Regions from separate parts of the Mus musculus genome. Here region 2 is linked to region 1. A link is a contact called in public Hi-C data. All regions are on one chromosome and are shown on one strand. Each heading gives the region's core, a stretch centred on a gene start, on an enhancer-like site or on the middle of the called end of the contact. The rest is flanking DNA. Distances are from core to core; before and after follow the strand shown. Region 1 overlaps Gmpr (guanosine monophosphate reductase). Region 2 overlaps Atxn1 (ataxin 1).

The links. Hi-C and Micro-C count contacts between places; a contact is called where the count stands out from the background.
Region 2: a Hi-C map of uterus shows a contact between it and region 1, with 2.6 times the contacts expected there. The contact joins two enhancer-like sites. A contact is called at or near these places in 4 of 15 datasets of contacts at CTCF or cohesin (the G1E-ER4 cell line, the NIH/3T3 cell line and embryonic stem cells), 59 of 484 Hi-C or Micro-C datasets (the C2C12 cell line, the G1E-ER4 cell line, the HL-1 cell line and 32 more), 7 of 115 datasets of contacts at active chromatin or transcription factors (astrocytes, embryonic fibroblasts, embryonic stem cells and 3 more) and 4 of 9 other capture datasets (adipose tissue, embryonic stem cells, liver and 1 more).

The regions. Positions count from the first base shown.
Region 1 is chr13:45,529,078-45,532,623 of GRCm38.p6, reverse strand. It overlaps Gmpr (guanosine monophosphate reductase), which reads right to left. Exons shown (of 9, transcript NM_025508.5): 5 at 2,835-2,916; 6 at 224-330. Among named protein-coding and RNA genes, the nearest start is that of Gm34582, 5.5 kb to the right of the region's middle. Within about 2 kb of position 1,708, at least 91 of the 459 cell types and tissues checked have an H3K27ac peak or open chromatin away from gene starts, as enhancers often do. A contact at or near this core is called in the NIH/3T3 cell line, embryonic fibroblasts and uterus, where this site is marked.
Region 2 is chr13:45,568,524-45,571,814 of GRCm38.p6, reverse strand. Atxn1 (ataxin 1) reads left to right here. Exons shown (of 8, transcript NM_009124.6): 7 at 3,235-3,291. Among named protein-coding and RNA genes, the nearest start is that of Gm34582, 45 kb to the right of the region's middle. Within about 2 kb of position 1,749, at least 38 of the 459 cell types and tissues checked have an H3K27ac peak or open chromatin away from gene starts, as enhancers often do. A contact at or near this core is called in the NIH/3T3 cell line, embryonic fibroblasts and uterus, where this site is marked.

The DNA of each region.
Region 1 (3,546 bases), core at 459-2,958:
CCCACATTTCCTTATCACTTCCCCAAGCATTTCCCAACTCCTGAACCTGAGATATGATGGCCCTTAGCCTGCCCCTCCCAAATTCATTGCTGACATCCAGATCTCTAGGACCCATAAATGTGATATTTTGGGAGGTAGGGTATTTGAAGGCAGCATGGTCCCTCAGAGGCATGGCAAAGATCTCCCCCAGGGTCCCCAGAGGCTCCCAGACCCTAATACTCACAGAGATGATGTGCCCCTTGAGGCCATGGGCGGAGTCAGCACACTCTATCACCGCACTCAGCTGCGGGTAGCCCACTCCTGTCTTGGTTCGGGTGGTGCACACAGAACCTGTGTGGAAAGAGAGGTGGATTCACAGAGGGTTCTGCGTGAGTCGAACACAATAGAAAACGACACCCCTTCGCCATCTTATGGCCCTGCCCCAGTGAAGGGTGACTTTTCCCCAACAGTGGACATATGCTGACTAGGCAGGCAACACGGTCTTATTATACAGTACCCCACTGGCCATATAAGCCCTTCAAATCCTCACCATCATCCAGGGCAAATGTCTTACAGATCACCACCCACACAACCTTCAATGCCCTTCCTGATGCCATGTTCCCCCCACCCTCCTCAGCCCCCCCCCCCACACACACAATGGTTGAGCATGGAAACCTCCCCTCCCTCCACACATGAGGACTCAACTTCCAGGGGGCGCCCAGGATCCTCCCAGCTTTCTCCTGGCTTTCTCACACCCTCAAACTAAACCCCACCTGGTGTGGTTGTGGTGGAATGAATTTGCATTAGGGTGAATAAAAGCCTTGTCCCAGGGTTTGACCTTTACCTTGGAGTGAGGAAGCCACACAACTGTTCCGATTACTCAACCCTGGGCCAAACACAGCCCAGCTTCCATCCATCTGCCTTAATCTCATGCTATACCTACCGTACACCCCATCTCCCTGGACGGAGTCCCCACTCAGCCTAGGGCAGTGCTTCCCAGCCTTCCTAATGTTGTGACCCTGTAATACATTCCCTGATGCTGAGCTGACCCCCAACCATAAAATTATTTCATCGCTACTTCATAACTCTAATTTTGTTACTGTTATGGATCATGACGTAAATATTTGATAGGCAGAATATCTGACATGTGATCCTTGTGAATATCTGATAGGCAGGATTCTTCACATGTGACCACTTCCAAAGGGGTTGTGACCCATAGGTTGAGAACCACTTGCCCAGAACCTGGGGTCAACTTGGCTTTTGCCACCACGTGGATATCTTCCTCCCTTGCCTCCTCCTGCCCCAGTGTCCCATTCAGTCCTGGTTGTGTTCTTTCAGGTCCAGGGAACACCAGTATCCCGATCCTATGTCCCATGTCCCCACTTCTAATCAAGTGAGTACCCACCTACATGTCCCACCTGCTTCTTCTCTTGTCTGCTCCTGTCTCCCTTCCCCTTCCCCTTCCCTCTCCGCGTAACACTCCCTACTCCCACATCTTCCCCATTTTTCAGGGCTCCACCTTAAAATTTCACGGCCCCAGGGAAACTGTGCAGCACACATACATTGTCTTTTGAGGAGTCGGTTTCAGTCATTATCTGTGTGGGAGTGCTGGGGTCTGTTTTCCCTGCTGGGTAGTAAGCTCTGGAGATTTCACACTCCCGTCTGCCTGACACTGAGAAGGGGCCTCATGCACAAGAACACTATAAATAGCATGGAAAGAATGCAGCAACTCAAGCATGAGTGAGTCACCGTCACTCCTGCTCCACCAAAGCTCTCATCCTCCTGCTCCTCCTGCAGGACTTGTGGGGTCCCCTAAGTGCTGCTTTTGGGGCAGCCTGGGGACCGTTTCTCTTGCTCAGAAAGTTATTAACCGCCTAAGTGGGTGGCATTGAGGAAAACCACAGGTAACAGCAGAGCTTGAAGTCTCCCTGTAGGTTAAAAGCCTGCCTGCTTTGTGAGCCGACCGGACCATTTTTCCAATCATTGCGCTCACACAGTCTCCTCCTTATGCTGGGTCACAGCACAAGGGTCCTCTTCCTACAATGGCACACACCTACATGGTCCTTGCATCTGATTCCTGTCTGATTCCTTCTTAAAAGACTGTATTTTGAGGGTAGAAGGCTGTTGCTTTTTAGCGTGTGTGTGCGCGCGCGCATGTGATCTGCTGTTATTTTTTAGTCCCAGATCAAGTGTCTATAGTCTTTCTTCTCTTCACTCTGATGCTAGTATCTGGGTAATGATGCATGTTCAGGGCAGAATGTTAAAACACGGCAGTGAGGATGTAGGCTTGGCTATGGGAAACAGGAAAGCAAACACCTGCCAGTCCCAATAAGAAACTGCAACTCCCAGGTTAAGGCTGGACTGGCTCTAGTTGGTTTCTTCACTCAAGAGGCCTACGGCTAGCCCTAGTGCCTGAGCAGTGCATTAGTATCACATGGGGAGCCAGTGGGCCACAGGTCATGTTCAAATGTGGCCTCTTAGTCACAAGTGTTTAGGGTCCTTCAAACATTCACATGGACGTAGCCATTCTTGTTCATTAACTGTTCTCGTGGATTCCCCACAGACCTTTCTCTTCAAAGTGACCTGTGCAGTCTGCTCTCCCACACTAACACTCTGGTCAGAACCTCACCACACAACCACATGTCTGCTCGTGTAGGAAGAGCCTGGGGTCATCAGAGGGCAGTTCAGTGGCATCTCAGGAGCTTCCCCGGGGAAGATCAGATCTTCCAAAGGAATGAGCCTTGAACCTCTGGGCGAGTACTTTACGGTTCCCATGTAGCCTCCTTCCAGGAGCCCCAAGCCCCAAGGCCCCTGCTCCCCACAGTCAACCCTGCTGTGCTCTTGACAGGTCTCACCTGGTCCGACTCCCACTTTGATGATATCTGCTCCAGAGAGGATGAGCTCTTCCACCATCTCTCCGGTCACCACGTTCCCTGCCTGCGACAGGAAGAACAGGGCTCTCCATCACCAGAAATGACTCTGGGGCAGGTATGGGAGGTCACAGAGTGGCCAGTGGGGAGGTTCACTCCTGACTCCAAGGGCATGTGTGTATTGAGGCTACCACAGTTCCAGGAGACAAAAAGAAAACAGTGCCCCCAATTCTGAAGTTGATTAGGTCTGAGCCTCGATGAATGTGTCCCCGACTTCCATTTCTACTAAATTCCAGCCAGAAGCTGATAGCAGAGACCCCTCTTGAAAAGTCACCTGTGTGAAGTGATTGCATGGAAGCTACAGAAATGTACAAGTTTAGAAACAGAAAATCCATGAGTGTCTAGGTCAGGGCATATGGAACAGCTCAACGCTGATGAGGTCAAAACAAAAATCTTCTATGGGACCCGAAATCCACAAGCAATGGTGCACACTCGGCTGATCAAAAACGCCATTAGCAATGGGCGCAAGGCTACTTAGGCATTTGCAAAAACCCTGGAGGATCTTTACAGAACCTGAAAAGCCATGGTTAAAAAACTGACCTTCTCGTGGTGTCTGGCCCTAGGCTGGGGTTCCCACCTTGGTACGAAAGAGCAGCAGGCCCTGATGGGCCATATGCTACTGGTACAGGCTCTGTCT
Region 2 (3,291 bases), core at 500-2,999, 39 kb before region 1:
TGAGAGAGGGGACTCTGGGCTGGAAAGATAGCTCACTGGTTAAGAGTTCTAGTTGCTCTTTGCAGAAGACGCAGGGTCAAGTCCCAACAACTCCACTTCCTAGGGAATCTGATTTCCTCTTACGACTTCTGTGGGCAACAGGCACACATGTAGTACACCTGCGTGCAGGAAAAACACTCATACAGATAAAATAAAATAACTAAGTCATTTTAAAGTTAGAGCTTAGCCATCCTCTTTCTTAAGAGTGATTCTCAGAGTCTAGAGATAAAAGGTTGGCACTAATGGTTTTGTTTTTTTTTTTTTTTTTTTTTTAAGACAGCAAAAATTAACAATGCTTTTGATACTTTGGGGGTTTGGCTTTGGTCCGTCCTTACAATGGATTTTAAAACACCGGGTATCGATGATGCTTCGTCCTCCTAATAGGAGAGATTCCTACCGAATAAAGTTACTTACAACATAATTCCTTACCCACTTTCAGTTTTTCTACATCTTCAGGTACATGCTATTTTTAATTTTGTCAGTATGAATAACTTACGTCTTTTGACTTCTGTTTCCCGTGTTTACTGGCTGCCCTGTCAGTATTGGGGGGAGAGGGCTTTTCTTATTGACATAACTCTCATGTTCAGACACTTGAGTGTCCAAAAACCTCCACTATCCTATACACATTTGCATTCTTAGGTTCTATCTGCCTGTTCAAACTCAGGAGGGGGGGGGCAGCTTCTTGGGGCATTTGTCGCTTTGTTCTGGTGATGTTGAAACAAAACAAATGAGAGGGATTAAACCATCCTCACCTTGCCCCAGGTGGGAAGTGGAAAGTGGGGTCTGAAGAGTAAACTACTTATCACACAATCGTGAGGGCGTGAGTCTGTACCTCCAAAACCTATAGAAGCCTGCAGGCCAGCTGGCCTGGTTTACAAAATAGTGATGAGTCACCCTCTGCCCCCATCTCAAGTTAGGTGCAAGGTGAGAACCAACCCCTAAAGTTGTCCTTCGACATCTGCATGCACACTGTGACATGCTAGTCGCACACACACACACACACACACACACACACACACACTAAACTGGATGAGAGCCATTTGGAGTTGTGTGATACAGGGATGAGGAGCTGAGCACAGGATTATGCTGCACTGTGGATCTTGCTGTTGGTTCTACATGGACATTGCTTGAATTGTTAAAGACTGGGAGCTTACAGTATGCGTTTGGTTCTGCTTGGTAAGGGCTTAGAGTTTTCATTTTGATTTGTTTTTTTTTTGTTTGTTTGTGTGTTTCTTTGTTTGTTTGCCTGTTTGCTTGCTTACTTTTTCTGCCCCTTTAGACAGGGTCTTTCTTTGTAGCCCAAGCAGCTGGTCTACAAAGTCTCAACTTTCCTGCCTCAGCCTCCCATGGGCTGAGATTACAGACACTCGTGACCACACCCAGTTTGAGGGTCTGTTCTAAAGTCAGATCATAGGAAAAACAATCTGAGGAGGAAATGTATTCATTCAAGTTCCAACCCCAGAAAAGCAGCTCCCCAGATCAGAGCCTTTGATGTTGTTTCCCTCTGCAGCTTCACCGTGTGGGCAGTGCTCCTATCTCCTGCTGCTACCGTGCTTCACACTGGTCTTCTTGGCAGTCTACCCTGTGCCAGGTAGACATTGCTCACACAAGGGTGGTGACTCAGAATTCAGTGTCTCTCTGAGATGGAGGCAGGGATTGTTCCCGTAAGAGTTCCTGGCATCGCTAGGTTTGGACACGTGGCTGCAATTTGTCTGGCAAATATTTCATCCCCTGCTCATAGTGAGCAGGTCCCTGCTGGGGAGAAGAGGAGGAGATGTGGAGAGAAAATATTCAGAGACAAACTTGGAAGAGAAGGCACGTGGGTGAAGCACGTGCCTAACTTTTATTAAGGAAACTTTCAAAGCCTAGGTTCAACTTTACTTTCATATTCATGTACTTATTTATGCAGCATTTTTATGAGACCGCATTTTATACTGTAGCACAAGGAAGCCTAAAGTTGTGGTCATTTTCCTGCCCCAGTTTTCAAAGTGCTGGAATTACATGAGCCACTATAACAGGGTTTATCTTACATATTATGTTTGGTTTAATAAAAAAAAAACTAGAATAGTTTTTGTAACTATCTCAAAGTCGTCTTACTGTTTCCTTATAAGTGACTGTACATGAAATTCCCTTGAGACTTATAGTGAGAAGAATTATTTTGGGATACTGCTGCTGAGTTGGGGTACATGGGTGTATTGTGGGAGGCACTGTTAGAATAGGGGACACTGCTGTAGATTGAGTGTAGCCCTGAAGCCAAGTGAGTTTGGGTCTGGCATCAAAGCTGCCCAAAGACTCACTGGGCATCTCTATTCAAAACTTGCTCCTTCACAAAACAATTGGGATCTTATTGGACTGAGATAAACTTACTCAAATGACGGGGAATGGTACCAACCTTTCTGTGTAAACAATTTACAGAAATGCATCATCTACCAAAAAATTGGGGGGGGGGGCTGTGATCCTAACTTTTGGGAGGCTGATGCAGGAGGATCATGAATTCAAGCCAGCCTTCATTGCATGGCCAATTTGAGGCCAGCCTGAGCAACAAGAGATGCTGTTAAAAAAAAAAAAAAAAAAAAGTGACCATCCACCCTCCAGGAAGAGAAGAAAGGGGTAGAGGAGAGAGAAGAGGCAGAGAAATGTTTGAGTTGCTCAGTTGCCTGCTCTATTTTGTTAAGAAAGTGCATCTGTGCAGGAGACGTGGCCGGTGGTCAAGACAGCCGCTTACTGCTCTTCTAGAGGATCTAAGTTCCGGTCCTAGCACTCACACTGTGATTCACAGCTGCCAATAACTCCAGTGTCAGGAGACCCAATGCCCTCTTGTGGTCTCTGTAGGCACTGGCACATAGGTGGTGTGCATAAACTCTCACAAGCACCTGCGCAAATAAATAAATCATAAGTAAGCAAATGTTTAAGAAACTTAGTCACTATTACTGGCTCTTTAGACCAGGTAACATTTTATCTATTTTAACACTTAGGCCATAATCTGCTTTTGGAATTCCAACTGAGAGGGTCCCTCTCCTCTTAGTCTTGTTGGTAATAGTGTTTTTGGTGGTTGGTGGGTTGATTGGTTGGTTTGGCTTGGTGGGGTTTCTCTCCCTAGAGCTGACGTTTTGATTTTTTCCCCCCTGTCTTCTCTCTTTCCTTTCCTCATCTCCTCCTCCTCCTCCTCCTCCTCCTCCTCCTCCTCCTCCTCAGAATCCGGAGCTGCCACTGCCAGCCTAAAGAACCCACGGGGAGATGATTCCCCATGAA